Linked DNA regions of Mus musculus: regions 1, 2, 4 and 5 are each linked to region 3. The links are chromatin contacts, called in public HiChIP or PLAC-seq and promoter capture Hi-C maps. All regions are on one chromosome and are shown on one strand. The core of a region is the stretch at or near the end of the contact, and the rest is flanking DNA. Distances in the headings are between cores, read along the strand shown. Region 1 holds the start of Fchsd2 (FCH and double SH3 domains 2). Region 2 holds the start of C2cd3 (C2 calcium-dependent domain containing 3). Region 3 holds the start of Plekhb1 (pleckstrin homology domain containing, family B (evectins) member 1). Region 4 holds the start of P2ry6 (pyrimidinergic receptor P2Y, G-protein coupled, 6). Region 5 holds the start of Arhgef17 (Rho guanine nucleotide exchange factor (GEF) 17).

Region 1 (2,700 bases), core at 142-2,641, 450 kb after region 3:
TGAGGAGAAAGAGCATTGTCATTGCCAGATGAGGTTGAGTTTATTCAAGTAGTTCAGGACAGGCAAAGTGAGTTGACCTAGAAGTCCTCCCTTCCAGACAAGGGCTTCCTTCAGAGGCTTCCTCCATGGCCCTTGCTGTCTCCCTATGGTTCTTAATCTCACCTAATCCTTTCCTCTGCCATGCTAGTGATGAACTCAGGGCCTCTCTGGCTGCTAGGCATGCGCCCTAACACCAAGCAAGATACCCCTCCTCACACTCAGCCCTTGGGATTCTAGGCATGCCATGTGACCTTGAGAATGGCTCCAATTCTCTGCGGACACCAGCCTTCCTATCTGTGATATGGGAGTGACCGATTCAAGAGATTTTCATTCTTTTCCTCAGTTGACTCCACGAGGTCTGGCTAAGTACTCTGGAATAGGGCATCCATTCCTTTGCCTGGCAATTTTAGGTTATTTCACCTGTCCTCCAATGGCATAGGTCTGGCACCTGCGGCTAGTTGTAAAAGGACTTGTTCATGCTAAATTTCTCAGTGCACGTTTAGCTGACTAGGAGGGAGGGTACGCTGAGGGACTGAGAGAAAGCAAAATCCCGAATCCTCTTAGGTACCTCCTTCCTTATTGCAAACAATCCCACTATGAGCCTAGCCCCCCTCGACTCCTGCCAAATTCCCACACAAACTGTGCAGCCGCAGATGCAGGCGGGAGGCGGGGGCGGCCTGTGCGCGTGCGTCGGAGCAGAGTCCTCTCCCTCCCACGTGCGCGCTCCCGGAGGAGTCGCGCGCCCCAGCGGGCTGGCGGGAAGGCGCGCGGGAAGCCCCCAGCTGCCTGCTCGGTGTGGGGGGAGGGAGGACGGGAAGCGTCCGGAACGTTCCATCGTCGGAGAGAACTGGGGTAGTTCTCGAGTCCCGTTCCCGTCCCCACCGTTCCCCTCGGCCGAACAATCCGTGAAGTTTCCCCCTTTCTCACACCGAGATCCGGAGCCCCGTGGCGCGGCCTGGCTAACCTCCCCCCCTCCACTCTGAAGCAGGCGGTGTGGCCGGGAGCGCATCCCCTCTGCAGCCGGAGCGGGGCGCTGTGGCGCGCGCCAGGGGCCGGAAATTCCCGCGGCCTGAGTGGTTGGCGGAGCTCTAACAGGGGAGCGTGGCGCCGCCTTCCTCCTTCCCGGGCCGGGCGGGGGCGTTGGGCACCGCGAGGGCCGGGCTGCCCGAGTGGGTGGGGGGCCGCCGCGTCAGCCAGCTGCAGCCGGGCCGCGGCAGGCGGCGAGCGCGGACGACGCGGCCGCTCCTCCTCAGCCGCCCGGCGAGCCGCGAGCCCCCCCCCCCCGGCGGCCCCCGCCCCCTGGCCGTCTCCGCCTCCTTCCCTCACACACCCCCCGGGCCGCCCGGGCCCCAGGCCTTCCCGGCGCTCCTCCTTCTCTCCACACTCGCTGCGACCCGGCTGCTCCTGCCGCTCGCCTGCCTCGCAGCCTCCGGGCCGATTCCTCTTCCTTCTCCTTCCCAGGCTCTCCTTTCACACACACACAAGCGCGCGCCCTGGCTTGCTGGGCCGCCCCATTTTCTCCAACCCTCCTCACCCTCACAGTCCTTTAAACGCCGCCGTCAGGGGTGGGCGGAGGATTGATGTCCCTTCAGCATCATGCAGCCGCCGCCGAGGAAGGTAAGGGCGCAGCTGGCGGGGGGCTTTGGAGATTTGGGGGGTGGCGGTGCGTACAAAGAACGCGGCTGGGGCGACCGCTGCGCCCCCTCCCCCTTCCCGCAAGGGACCGTGACCACTCTAGCTTCTTGGCTTGTCAGAGTTGCCGCCCGCCCCAAGCAGGGGGTCGCGTGTACGGGGTGTCTTTCTGACGGAGGGGCGGCCAGTGCTCCTCAGTACTAGGGAGGACACCTCCCTCCCCCCGAGACACTCGCTGGAGTTTTTTTTTTTTTTTTTTTTCTTTCGGGCATGCATGTGTGTGTCTGTCTGCATGGCAGTGCTGCCCAGAGCAAAGTGCATTCTCAGAGCTGTATGGGGGAGAGGCGGGGGAGCCCCTGCAGATTTGCAGAGCCTTGTGCGTGACGGATTGTTTAGTCTGCGCCAGGTTCGAGCCCTCCAGTCGCTTGTCGACACTCCACCCATTGGCAAATTCGCGGGGGGATTTGTTTCAAGTCTCGCCTCAAGATTTGGCCTTTTTTTCCCCCCACGGGGCTGCGGAAAAGAAGTTGGAACGGTCTCCGCCCTCCCACCCCAAGGGAAAGCAAATTAAGGATTGACGGGTCCTGCTTAACCCCCACCCCCCATCCCTTTTGCCCCGCCTCGGGCTAGGGGGCCAGGAAAACAGCAGAGCTTCCAGTACGAAATCCAGAACCTGGCGTTGCATGGTTTGAGCACTACGGTTGGGGTTTGGATGGCCTGGGTGGCAGTGACGGTGCTCTGGGGCTGCCAGCAACTCGGCTGCTCCCTTCTACACCTTTCCGCACTGCCAAGGCTGTGTCCTTGCCTTTTTAAATCTTTCAGATGGATACTAGGTATCTACTCTGAGCAGTGGGTAGAGACAGTTACATCCTTCCCTTGTGGGCAAACATTTGCCTTATGAGTAACTCATCATCTATGCTTCCCTTTCTTTTCTCTTCTTAATCTGATTTTTTTGCCCAGTTACTGATCCTCCCCCTTTCCCCCTGCACGTGTACCCCACCTCTCCATGTAGCTTTGCTCTGGTGGTCG
Region 2 (2,700 bases), core at 31-2,530, 290 kb before region 3:
GGCAAAACAAAACAATTGACAAAATCTTCTTTGGTTTTCAGATTTTACCTCTCCAGTGCTTCCATTTAACAAATCCTACTCGAAATTATTTCTCAGTCTCTGGGATATCAGTGGTCACTGTTCCAAACTCAGCTGTCTTCCTCATCACACCCCCCCTATTTCCCTAGCCTCTGGGCTCACTCCCTTGATAACAGTCCCCTAGCCATGTTCTCTGTCTTTCCTTAGGCCTATTCTCCAAGTTTTCTGATTCACCCCCTCATTCTCTGAACTTGACTCTTACACTTCTGGAAACTTTCTCTAGAACCTTCTACTCCCTAGTCTTTGCCTCAGATGTTTTCTATAACCCTCAGGTAAAAACCTTCTTACTCCTGGCTCACTTACTTGATTCCCCAAACCCGTCAACTTTTCTCTCAGTCATTCCCTATTCCCCTCAACGATGCCAGATTTCTCCTCATCTCACTGATTCACTCTTTCTCCCAGACTCATCACTTCTAGAGTTGATTCCCGTCATCCCTTAGATTATCCTTTCATTTTCTCAACCTTGTCCTTATTCCCCTTCTCCAACAATGTTATCAGTCCTCCAGTGGACTACTCCCTTAGCGCCTCACCTAGTCCCCAAATCTACCTTCTACTCTATCTAAACACCTCCAGGCCAAGGCCAGCATTTCCTCCAATTCACAGCGTCCCTTCCCGTGGCACTCTGAATGCCCAGACACCAATCTCCAATGGCCTGGGCCTGGTCTCCTGGGAGAGTGGTACAAGTCACGTACCCCATCCGCATCTTGGCTCCGCTCTGACTGCCCCCGCTGCCGGGTAGAGGAGGGCGAGAAGGTAGGCGGCCGAGGTGCATGCTTTTTTCAAGGGCCGACATCAAAGGGAGGCCGCACGTCGACAACAGTGGCCCAAGGTCCGTCCCACGATACGTGCAGTACAACCGGTCACAGCTCTCTCCTCTAACGACGCCCAGTCGCCTTTGGACAGCAACCAGCCACCGGCAGCGCCGCCTACCGCCCACTGGCTCAGTAAGCCCCGCCCCCTCGCCGCAGCGCTTCCACCGGAAGTGCGCAACAGCCTTCGCACAAAGGAAACTGGGTAACGGAGTCTGCGGATCTCTCAGACTCCTATCAGAGAACTCGACAACCCTAGCAGGAAGAGACCTCTTGAAGGCAATGCATGCTGGACAATGAAGTCCTCAAATAGTGTATCAATTTGCGCTTGCGCAGATGCAGGTGCCCTGGTCCAACTTGGCCAAGGTAGGGAAGCAAAGCATCATGGGTGTTGTAGTCCATTTGCAGGGGCTCTAATTGGCGCCTTCTTTTGGCACCGCTTTCCGGGAACTGTTGGTGAAAGAGTGTTTCTTCCTGCGTCCCAGGCTTCCCAGCGGCGCCCGTTGCCGGGGAACGCAGGCGCCGTGGGAAGGGATGGCGGGAGCGTACAGCTTAGGAGCTGGCACCTGCGTTGAATTTGTGACGAAGGGCCCAGGCTCGGGATGAAACAACGGAAAGGCCAAGGGCCTGGGGGCGGCCGTGGGCGCAAAAAGAGAGGTAACTTTATTTCTTTAAGGTTGAGAAAAGCATAAAAGGGCTAAAGAATTCTAAGGAGACTTCCACCCGCTCCGGTTAAACAAAACAAAACAAAACAAAAGAGGACGGAAGAGAGACTAACTAGGGAACCAGAAAGTTAAGAGAATTTTTTTTTTTTTTAAAGAATGGAAAGGAAGTAGCGCCTGAGGGTCGATAAATGAGGCAAGTGAGGATTAATAGATACGGATAGGAGAACAACAAAATTAAACGTGCTCTTTTTACGACAGGGATACACGTATGTGTGTTAGAGGTATTCGGAGTAGGGGGAAGGGACATAACTCTGTCCGGAAAAACCTTAGATGGTGAAAGGGTGTGTGATAGAGGACATCGTGAAACCTGTAACCCAAGCTTACTCAAAAAGCAAATAAAACCACTTATATATATATATACCCTTCTACTTCTCTGATTTTTTCCTTGGGAAGCGATTGCGCTTCATAAGAATATACTGAGATCTCATCAGGAATCAATACAAGGAGTTTTTTCAACTAAAACAGTTTGTGTCCTGTAGCATGAAGAAAAAGATCTACCATAAAGCGCAGGGATAATTCGTTGAAATGGAAACATATGTGCATATATGGACTGCTCCTCACTTAGAATGACTTGAATCCAACTTAAATCCTCTTAGTTATCCAGCTCCTATAAGGGGGCCCTATGAACCCCAGGCTGGCCTTGAACTTGATCCGCCTGCAGAAAAACTCTTGGTTTTTTTTGTTTTGTTTGTTTGTTTGTTTGTTTTGTTTTTAAGTCTTCTCTAAATCTTTCAGAAAAGGTACTGACTGAAAGGAAAGCCAGAGTTGTAACTGATCGCTTCATTTACATATTATTCATCACCTTTCTGAACTCTAGTAAGATTTGACGTTAACATTTTGAACCCAGAACCAAAGGTAGCAGCAAACCTAAAAATGTTAGTCTCTGTCCTTGACTGTATGGTCTTGACAGCAAAGACAATTTAAGAGTGAGATAAAGAGCCTGCTGTGGTGGGCTAGCCTTTAAGCCCAGTACTTGGGAGGCAGAGGCAGGCAGATCTTTGTGAGTTCAAGGCCAGCCTGGTCTACAAATCAAATCTAGGCCAGCCAGAGCGGGTTACACTGAGGATCCCTGTCTCAAAACAAACAAA
Region 3 (2,700 bases), core at 32-2,531:
GCAGGACTGGGAAATCACAGACTAGCCTTGGCTACATAGTAAAGCCAGACTGGGCTATATATTAGATTCCTCACTACCACTTCACAAACAACTCTTCAAACAAACTACACATCACAACACACACACACACACACACACACACACACACACACACACACACAGAGTGCAGAGAGAAGCCAGGCTCCATCCCGGTTTCGGATGTTAGCGTTCTCTAGCTCTGTAAAGCACCACAGTGCTATAACGCAGCATGGAGCCCTCCCAATACAACTCTAGCTACCAGTCTACTGGAGGAGACTGGAGGTGAAAGTAGCCAATGCAAAGAGTGTGGCTTACCCAGGAGGAAGTCGCTCTTTGCCCAAGGGGTTCAGAAAGGCTTCCCCAAGGAAGCTGAGGGGTCGTGAAGGGGAAGTAACATTTCCCCAGTGTGGATCAAAGAACCTCACATAAGCACTGCTGGAAAGTCCAGGTCTTTAGTAGGCTTAGAAGATGAATGAGGGGTTGGGGAGAAGATGTGGGTTGGCAAGGGATAGCGCTGCAGAGGGTACCAGGCTAGAACAAGGACTGGGAGGCAGTGGACCGTGTGTATAGTGACTGCCTGGGGGAAATACGGTCAAAACAGGGGGTTAGGTCATATGATTAGCGGGTTACATGGTCCTGTCCCCTGGATCCGACCCTCCACAGTCGCTACTTTGACTAGCTCAGTCCATTCCCCACCTCTGCAGGAGCAGAGAATCCCAGAGACCAGGGCATTACCTATTTGGGAAGCCCCCCCCTTACTTCTTCCTACCCCAGAAACTCGTCCTTACCGGGGTTGCCGGGCTCATGGTTCCTGATGGTCAGAGCTGCATCCCCAAGAAGGTTCCAGAAGTGGGGCTTGACTCTGCCTTAGAGATAAAGGGATCAGGAAAGAGCTACCAAGCAGGCGCTGAAGGGAGAGGTAGGGAGGGACCGCACCAGTCCTAAAGAAAGTCACCCTCTTTTCCAGCCCCCTCCCGGGCTTTCCTGGCTGAGATCTCCTCTGTCCTTCTGTTTTTGGCCAAGTCACCTGGTGATTCCGAGGTGGTGTTGATCCAGGTCTCCAAGATAGGGTAGGGAGGAGGGTGGAATAAAGGAGACTGGAGATGGGGCAAGGCAGGTTCTCTGGCCCAGTTTAGGGCAGGGCTAAGTTTTCATTCTGAGGCCTAGCAGGCTGTGTCCATCTCCATCTCCCCAGTCGTGGCTGTGCGGCCTGGCTCCTTAAGTCTCCCTTCTTGGCTCCCCGGTCTCTTTAATCTTGACCCAGAGCCACCCCAGTGCTTCAGCCCTTTCGTGCTGTGCGTGCTCTGGGGGATTTAGCACAACAGATCCTATTAGCCAGTAGCTCATCCCCTCTTAGCAGCCCCAGCAACCGCATCTTTCAAACTACGCTGTTTTTCATCTCTGTGCCTTTAACTCATTCTCTGGTCTCTGGAAAGTCTCAACCCTACCCAATTTTGACTAATTTTTCTCCTTTCTATAACCGGGATGGGAGGAAGGAGAGAAAGAGACAGATGCCGGGCAGTGGTGGCGCACGCCTTTAACCCCAGCACTTGGGAGGCAGAGGCAGGCGGATTTGAGTTTGAGGCCAGCCTGGTCTACAGAGTGAGTTCCAGGACAGCCAGGGCTACACAGAGAAACCCTGTCTCAAAAAACAAAACAAGAGCCGGGCGTGGTGGCACATGCCTTTAATCCCAGCACTCGGGAGGCAGAGGCAGGCGGATTTCTGAGTTCGAGGCCAGCCTGGTCTACAAAGTGAGTTCCAGGACAGCCAGGGCTATAAAGAGAAACCCTGTCTCGAAAAACAAAAAACAAACAAACAAACAAACAAAACAAAAACAAAAAAAGAAATAGACAGATGGAAGAAAAAGAGAAGGAAGTTGAAGGGAGGAGGGAAGAGTGGAAAGGAACGGGAAGGAAGGAAGGGAGACAGGGAGCTATCTCTCCCGAGAATATTGGCAGGTTAAGCCGCTAAAATACTTCTATAGTCGCTATTATGTTGATAATGATCAGTTAAATTCTCATCTAGATACTCCTGAAGTTCATTTTCCTGCACATACGCAGAGGTTTGGGGGCAGGGTGATCTGACTCCCTCATTAGCAGCTCTGAAGATTCTCCTTTGCTGCTCTGGTTACCTTGAGGAAAAAAAAAAAAAGGCTTTTAAGTCAAACAGCCACGGGGATGCGCAGGATAACAGCTGATGACGCCAACTCCGGAAAGCAGCTTCAGCCTGGGCTGTTTCCAGCGGTTTGGATTACTAGGCTTGGTGAACTCTAGGTGAACCGGCTGCGACCAGCTGTCTCCATCTACTAGAGAGGGACACGCGTCCTCTAGTGGCCTAGAGAGGGACTGCTGTAACTGTTCTCCAGAAGCAAAGCATCGATTGTTCCAAAAGCAAACCTCCCTCCGTGCCTGTGACTGGCATTAAAGCGGTCAGGAGGAGATGGGTCCAACACGAGGCCGCTGACTGTATAAGTGGGTTGCTCAGCCTCATTTAGTCACCAAAGACACCTTCCTTCTCTGGTGTTGCTCATTAGGCCTAATAGAAAGCTTCTCCGGGCAATTTCTTACCTACTGTGGTACATGTCAGCTGGTAACTGATAGAAGAAGCGGCAGGGACAGAAGAGTGGCACTGACAGACTGGCCATGAAGGTGGCAAGGTGACAAGGTGCTTAACAGTTAAAG
Region 4 (2,700 bases), core at 151-2,650, 300 kb after region 3:
GAGAAGAGAAGAGAAGAGAAGAGAAAAGAAAAAAAGAAAGAAGGAAAGAAAAAAATTTCTCCAGGCTGGCCTTGAACTCATTACGTAGCTGAGGATGACCTTGAATTTCTGATCCTCCTGCTTCTACATCCTGAGTAGGGGCATGACAGATACTCACTGCCATGCCCAGTATCTTGTAGTGCTGAGGATCCAGCCCAGGGCTTCAGACATGCTTTGCAACAAGCTGAGCTTCATCCTAGCCAAATGGAGTCTCAGCAGTAGAAACTCCCACTGGCACTGGAGCTACACACACTCACGAACTACACATCCACACCTTTGTCTTGCACACACATGCAGATGCACCATGGAAGGCATAGCACTTGGTACATGCATGTAATCCTAGCGCTGGGAAGGCTGCGCCAGGTACAAAGCTAGCTTCGTACGTTCCGGAGGTAGCAGTACCAAATATGGGGCGCCTGCCTGCCTTTCCTCCGTCAGGATCAGCAGAGGCAAATGTGAACAGAAACCCTCAGAAGGATTTAGCCCTGCTCCCAGATACATCCAATTACTCTGCTTTTCTTCCCCTTAACAAGCAGTGCCTGGACTCAGGGAATCCGTTTTCCCAGTGGAGTTAACCTCAGGCTACATTGTATTTTAGCATCCTTCCTGCTAGTTCCTGCCAAGGCGCCTGAGCAGCTCTGAGAGTCCCGCCCAGCCCCTCCCCAAGGGACCCTCTTTACTCTCTAAAATTTGACACACACAGAGTTTTGGGTTTTTTTTTTTTTTTTTTTGAGATAGGATCTTTCTGACCTGCAACACACAAGAGATGCACTATGCAGAAGAGGCTAGTCTTGAACTCACAGAGATTGCCTACCTCTGCTGGGATTAAACACATTTATATGCTATATCATCTAGCATAGACAATACTCAGGCACATGCTCAGCTACTTGAACTCACAGGTAAGAAGTTGAGGCCCAGAAAGGGGAAAAAATGTCATGTTTCATTCAGAAGTCAAACTCTGACCTCTGCCTCAGTATTCCACCTCCCCACCCAAGACACAGTCAGGTCCCCATTTCCTTGCCTCCTCCACTCCAGGCCTCTGTGCCTTGTCCCCCGGTGTTGTGCAGCCTAGTTCTGGGCAGAACTTGGTAGAGGAAATAAGAGGAAGGGAGAAGGCCCCACACCCACCCACACCTGCTCAGCCTTCTGCACCCAGCCCGGGACTGCAATGGTGTGCACAGCGGGCAAACACTGGAGGAGGGAAGCACCCTTACCTGAAAACTCCCTCTGACACAGCAACCGCCTGCAAGCCATGAGAACTGGAGCAAGCTAGACTCCCGAAGCAGCCCCTGCCACCAGGCAGTTCTTGTGCCCCAGAGTGCAGGAGTCTGGGAGGTGGCAGATGAGGTAACTGGGACTACCAGGAGGGGAAGTGACACTGTCTCTCAGGCCTCAATCTGGAGATCTTGCTCAAGTGTCTGGCACAAGGCTGAGTCAGCCACTGCCGGACTAGGAGCAAGTCACCCCTAGCTCTGCCCACTCAGCCTAGCGATGGGGACCGTCGGACCATCAGTTTAGCCTGAGGGTTCCTGGGAAGATGGAAGGAGGGAGCACTCAAGGCCCAGGGCTGGGCACAGGGAGGCTCCTAGCTACACACCAGCTCCCCTCCTGGCCTCTCTCAAGTTTGGACAGAGCCTGGCTCCTGCTCATTACTGCCACAGGGAACAATTACCCTGGTTTCTCAGCAGTGCCTGGAAGGCTCATTAAGAGAGACCCAGACCCCAAGATTAAGGAATCTGTTGTCTGTGACTCCAACCATGCATGTCCAGACACCACTCTCCAGGGACCAAGAATGGCTCCTCAGAAAGAGGGTGGCTTGGAAGAAGGGCAGAACAGGGGTGACTCTTCCTCCCTAACCTCCATCCATCCTGGGGCTTGGGCAGGACCAGCAGAAGGCAATGGATAGCTCTGCCTGGGTACTTGACTGGCCCGGACAGCCCCTCCCTGTCAATCGGATTATCCCCTATCCCCTTTCTCCTCGTCTGGTGTCATTTACTAGGAGTGAGAGTGCAGAGCAAAGTCTCTGATCGGAGGTGAGAGCTTTAGAGAAAAATCAAGAGAGGTGTGTTGAGTAGAGTTAGGGTCTCCTCAAGTGGACTGAACTAGGATTTACTAGGTCTCCGTTTCCTGTACCACTTTCTGTCTCTCTCTGGAGAAGTCCACCCAGCCTGGAGGAGACCGTACCTCAAGCCCTACAGGATGGAAGCAGGCCAGGAGCTAAGGCCAGGCAGGCTCCTGGGCCCTGCTTCAGTTCGGAACGCCAATGCTTTGATTTGTGCCCAGAGCCTGGCCTGCAAGCCCTCTGCAGGCCAGAAGAGGAAATACACCCTCTGACCTACCCCAGCAGAGGGGTGGCTCTGGGGCCTTGCCTGGGTTCCAAGACAAGGCAGAGGTGTCTTGTCCCTTGGTCCTCTTCCCTGGCATGTATACATGAAAGAAGAGCCTCACAGTGGAGTTGTGTGAGGGAGCTAACACAGCTCCAGGTGTAGGAAGATCAAGATTCCCTACACAAAGCTTGCTTGGTGGTCCTAGCCTGCCCCATCCCCTAGGCTCCCAACCAAGCCCATTTTTCATACTCTAAGCCCCAGAGGCAGAAAGCATTTTCCCTTAGCCCAAGGATAAGATGGCACTGGTTAACTCTGCTTGAATTTGCTGTGTGAC
Region 5 (2,700 bases), core at 98-2,597, 270 kb after region 3:
TCACTGTCCTGGCTGCAGCCGTGAACCAACTGAGAGCGTCCAGGCCGGAGACCTCTCCCTCTCCAGCGACGGCCATCCTCACCATTTGGGTCCTCGTCACTGCCCGAAGAGTGGCCGCCGAGGTAGGCCGGACTCTGAGGCCCAAGCTGCGACTGCGGTCCCTCCTCTTCCTCCTCGCTGGAACTAGCAGCCCGGCTGCGGCTGACAGGATAGGAGGAGGCAATGGAGGAGGAGGAGGAGGCCCGGGCCCCGGCCTGCGGTTGGGAGAAGCTATGCCAAGAATGTAAACCATCCGCCGGACGCTGCGCCCGCTCCTGTTGCTGGTGCTGCCGACGTCGCCTCCCCTCGATCCCGGGCCCGGACAGCGGCCGCGCAGAACGCAGGCCAGCCAGAGGAAAGCACGTTCGAGGAGGTGGCGTCGGAGGTTGCCGGGGATCGCGAGTTGGGGGCTCCCACGAAACTCTGTCGGGGCTGGTCGACCCCAGGGCCTCAGAGTCCATACTGGGTCGTCTGGAGCTCGGACCGCCGAAGAGTTTGCGCATCTCTGTGACGCTGGGCCAGGCCCCACGTTCAGAGCCTTCCGCAGCTTCTTCTGTGGTGCCGGAGGAGCAGCCCCCGTCCCGGGTACCAGTGGAGTCGTCGTCCAGACCCGCCGCGTCGAAGCGCCGGGAGAGCTGGCGCACCGATGGCGAGAGGCTGCGGAGCGGGCGCGGCTGCGCGGGGGCGGCCGGGGGCCCCGACGCCAGCTTGGACACGCGCCGGGAGGGCTGGCCCGGGACTGCCGCGGCTGGCCGGCACGAAGCTCGGCGCCGCAACCCAGGGGTGTCCGCGTCCTCCTCCCTCGGCCCCGGTCCGCCGCTCCAGCGCTCCAGCAGTTTAAACGAGACGCTGCGATAAAGTGGGGGTCGAGGTGACCCGTCCGCCATGGTTGGTGCTAGTCACTCCGGGGGGGCTGGCCTCGGGACGCCGCGGCCAACCCCCCCTGCACTCCCACTCCGAGGGCGCGCAGTGGCCACGGTCCGAGAGCCTGGGTCCTGCACCCGCAGCGTGCGGCGGCTGTGGAGGAGGGTGCGGAGACGTGAGCAGAGGTTTATCAGTCGAAGATCAAGTTTCCGCGGCTACAAAAGGCAGGAGTTCCATCCTGGGCGGCCCCTCTCGCCCCTGCGGCGACCCCAGGCCCAGCCTTAGCCTCTGCGGGAGAGGCCAGGGACATCGCGGTCCTGCCGGTGAGGGGCCTAAGGCTCGGTTCCTGCACTCAAAGTCCGCCTGCCAAGCCCGGCGGCCCGCCTGCCTCCCCTCGAGCTCCCGCTCCAGCTCCCTTTCCCTCCCTCTAAGCAGCTAGCTCTCTGCTCCCTTTTGTTGCAAATAAACTTTGAGGCAGAGGAAAGGGGGCGGGGGGCGGGGCCTGGCGCCCAAAAGAGGGGGTGGGCTCCGGGAGCGCGCGAGGCTGGGAACACTGTGGGGGGAGGGAATCGGGGAGGAGCCGAAGGAGAAACAGGATGCTAGGACTTTTGTAGACCAAAACGACCCTCTAGGGGAGTCGGCTGCGAAAGCCGCGGGCTGATCCTCCCTGGGGACTCCTTCAGATACCCACAGGAGCTGAGAGTGGACAGCTCTGCATAAAGTAGTCCCCGCTTTCACGCGGGAACCTCTGCCGCAGGGGCTCCAACATGGCAACCCAAGACCCAAAAACTCAGGTACACACCGAAACTCAGGTACACGCAGAAACTCTCCTGGCCGGAAAAGAGGTGGGGCCCAGGGAGACGTAGGTGGGGCAGGCCCACCGGAGCGCTTGTGGTTCCCCACCTTGCTCAGACCACGCCCCGTACTCATCCTTCAGTGGCGAATCCCGCCGCACCACGCCCATGTCCCGCCCCTCACTCTCCCAAACGCTCCACCTATCTCCCACCTCCCTCTGGTTTGTCCCTCGCTGACTGTCCCTTAACCCACCCAATGCTGCTTTAGCAGTCCCACCACTCAGGACTATTACACACAACTTCCCCCGCCATTTTTCCAGTTGCCACGCCCCCTGCCCTCTAAGGCCTGGCGTCCTCTAATCTCTAAGACTCCGCTCCCCACGTCTTTCTGCGGTCGGGGTACGTTGCTCTTGCGCCCTCTGCGGGCAAGATTCTCCGCTTTCTCCAAACTCCGTAGAGATAAAACTTCATCTTCCCACAACCAACCATAGAAGGGTTAGGAAGGTTTCACTTGCTTACAGGCGTTTCCTGCCCCCTTTGGCAAGCACTCTGCCCTTTCTTTGGCCTCCTGCACAAAAGGTGTTTGCACGGGAACGCCCTCAACTTCCCTCCGCCAAACCTATACTCCTACCTGTGGGTGCTCCACCCTCCAGACCAGGAAGGTGTCTCTCCCGCTGCAACAATGATCTACCCTAGACCTCCCCTCCCGCTCCTGCTGCAGTCTAGCAAGTCTAAAATTGTTCTGGTTACTGGGATGTCAACTTCGCACCTCTGTTAGGTCCCTTTTTGCCCAGAGGCTTTAAATGTAGGACTCCACACCTAAATGAATGAAAATATATGGACTGCCTAGGACGTACGGGTAACATTTTAAGTATTTTATTTAATCCTTAGGCCACCCTTGGGGATAGATGTTATTAGAGAAGTCACAATAGCCATTGCAGAAGTCAGAGGGAAAGGATAGCTCTAGGTGTGGCTCAAATCCAGACTTTAAAGTTGTCAATCA

What was found. HiChIP or PLAC-seq counts read pairs in DNA pulled down with a chosen protein or histone mark. Capture Hi-C pulls out chosen DNA fragments and counts their contacts.
Region 1: a contact with region 3 is called in an H3K27ac HiChIP or PLAC-seq map of large pre-B cells, with 2.1 times the contacts expected there. The contact joins the promoter of Fchsd2 here to the promoter of Plekhb1 in region 3. A contact is called at or near these places in 1 of 39 promoter capture datasets (pre-B cells) and 1 of 115 datasets of contacts at active chromatin or transcription factors (large pre-B cells).
Region 2: a promoter capture Hi-C map of pancreatic islet shows a contact between it and region 3. The contact joins the promoter of C2cd3 here to the promoter of Plekhb1 in region 3. A contact is called at or near these places in 7 of 39 promoter capture datasets (the 3T3-L1 cell line, the C10 cell line, hematopoietic stem and progenitor cells and 3 more), 1 of 115 datasets of contacts at active chromatin or transcription factors (large pre-B cells) and 4 of 9 other capture datasets (adipose tissue, liver, macrophages and 1 more).
Region 4: a contact with region 3 is called in a promoter capture Hi-C map of pancreatic islet. The contact joins the promoter of P2ry6 here to the promoter of Plekhb1 in region 3. A contact is called at or near these places in 1 of 15 datasets of contacts at CTCF or cohesin (large pre-B cells) and 1 of 9 other capture datasets (pancreatic islet).
Region 5: a contact with region 3 is called in an H3K27ac HiChIP or PLAC-seq map of microglia, with 6 times the contacts expected there. The contact joins the promoter of Arhgef17 here to the promoter of Plekhb1 in region 3. A contact is called at or near these places in 5 of 115 datasets of contacts at active chromatin or transcription factors (embryonic limb bud, embryonic stem cells, large pre-B cells and 2 more) and 1 of 9 other capture datasets (liver).

The regions. Positions count from the first base shown.
Region 1 is chr7:101,107,384-101,110,083 of GRCm38.p6, forward strand. It overlaps Fchsd2 (FCH and double SH3 domains 2), which reads left to right and starts at 1,392. Exons shown (of 20, transcript NM_001146010.1): 1 at 1,392-1,656. The coding sequence starts at 1,636.
Region 2 is chr7:100,370,953-100,373,652 of GRCm38.p6, forward strand. It overlaps C2cd3 (C2 calcium-dependent domain containing 3), which reads left to right and starts at 1,281. Exons shown (of 33, transcript NM_001017985.3): 1 at 1,281-1,544. The coding sequence starts at 1,490. It overlaps Ppme1 (protein phosphatase methylesterase 1), which reads right to left and starts at 944. Exons shown (of 14, transcript NM_028292.2): 1 at 771-944. The coding sequence starts at 871.
Region 3 is chr7:100,661,113-100,663,812 of GRCm38.p6, forward strand. It overlaps Plekhb1 (pleckstrin homology domain containing, family B (evectins) member 1), which reads right to left and starts at 1,282. Exons shown (of 9, transcript NM_013746.3): 1 at 1,046-1,282; 2 at 807-880. The coding sequence starts at 824.
Region 4 is chr7:100,962,966-100,965,665 of GRCm38.p6, forward strand. P2ry6 (pyrimidinergic receptor P2Y, G-protein coupled, 6) reads right to left here and starts at 1,401. Exons shown (of 3, transcript NM_183168.2): 1 at 1,254-1,401.
Region 5 is chr7:100,930,814-100,933,513 of GRCm38.p6, forward strand. It overlaps Arhgef17 (Rho guanine nucleotide exchange factor (GEF) 17), which reads right to left and starts at 1,348. Exons shown (of 21, transcript NM_001081116.1): 1 at 1-1,348. The coding sequence starts at 926.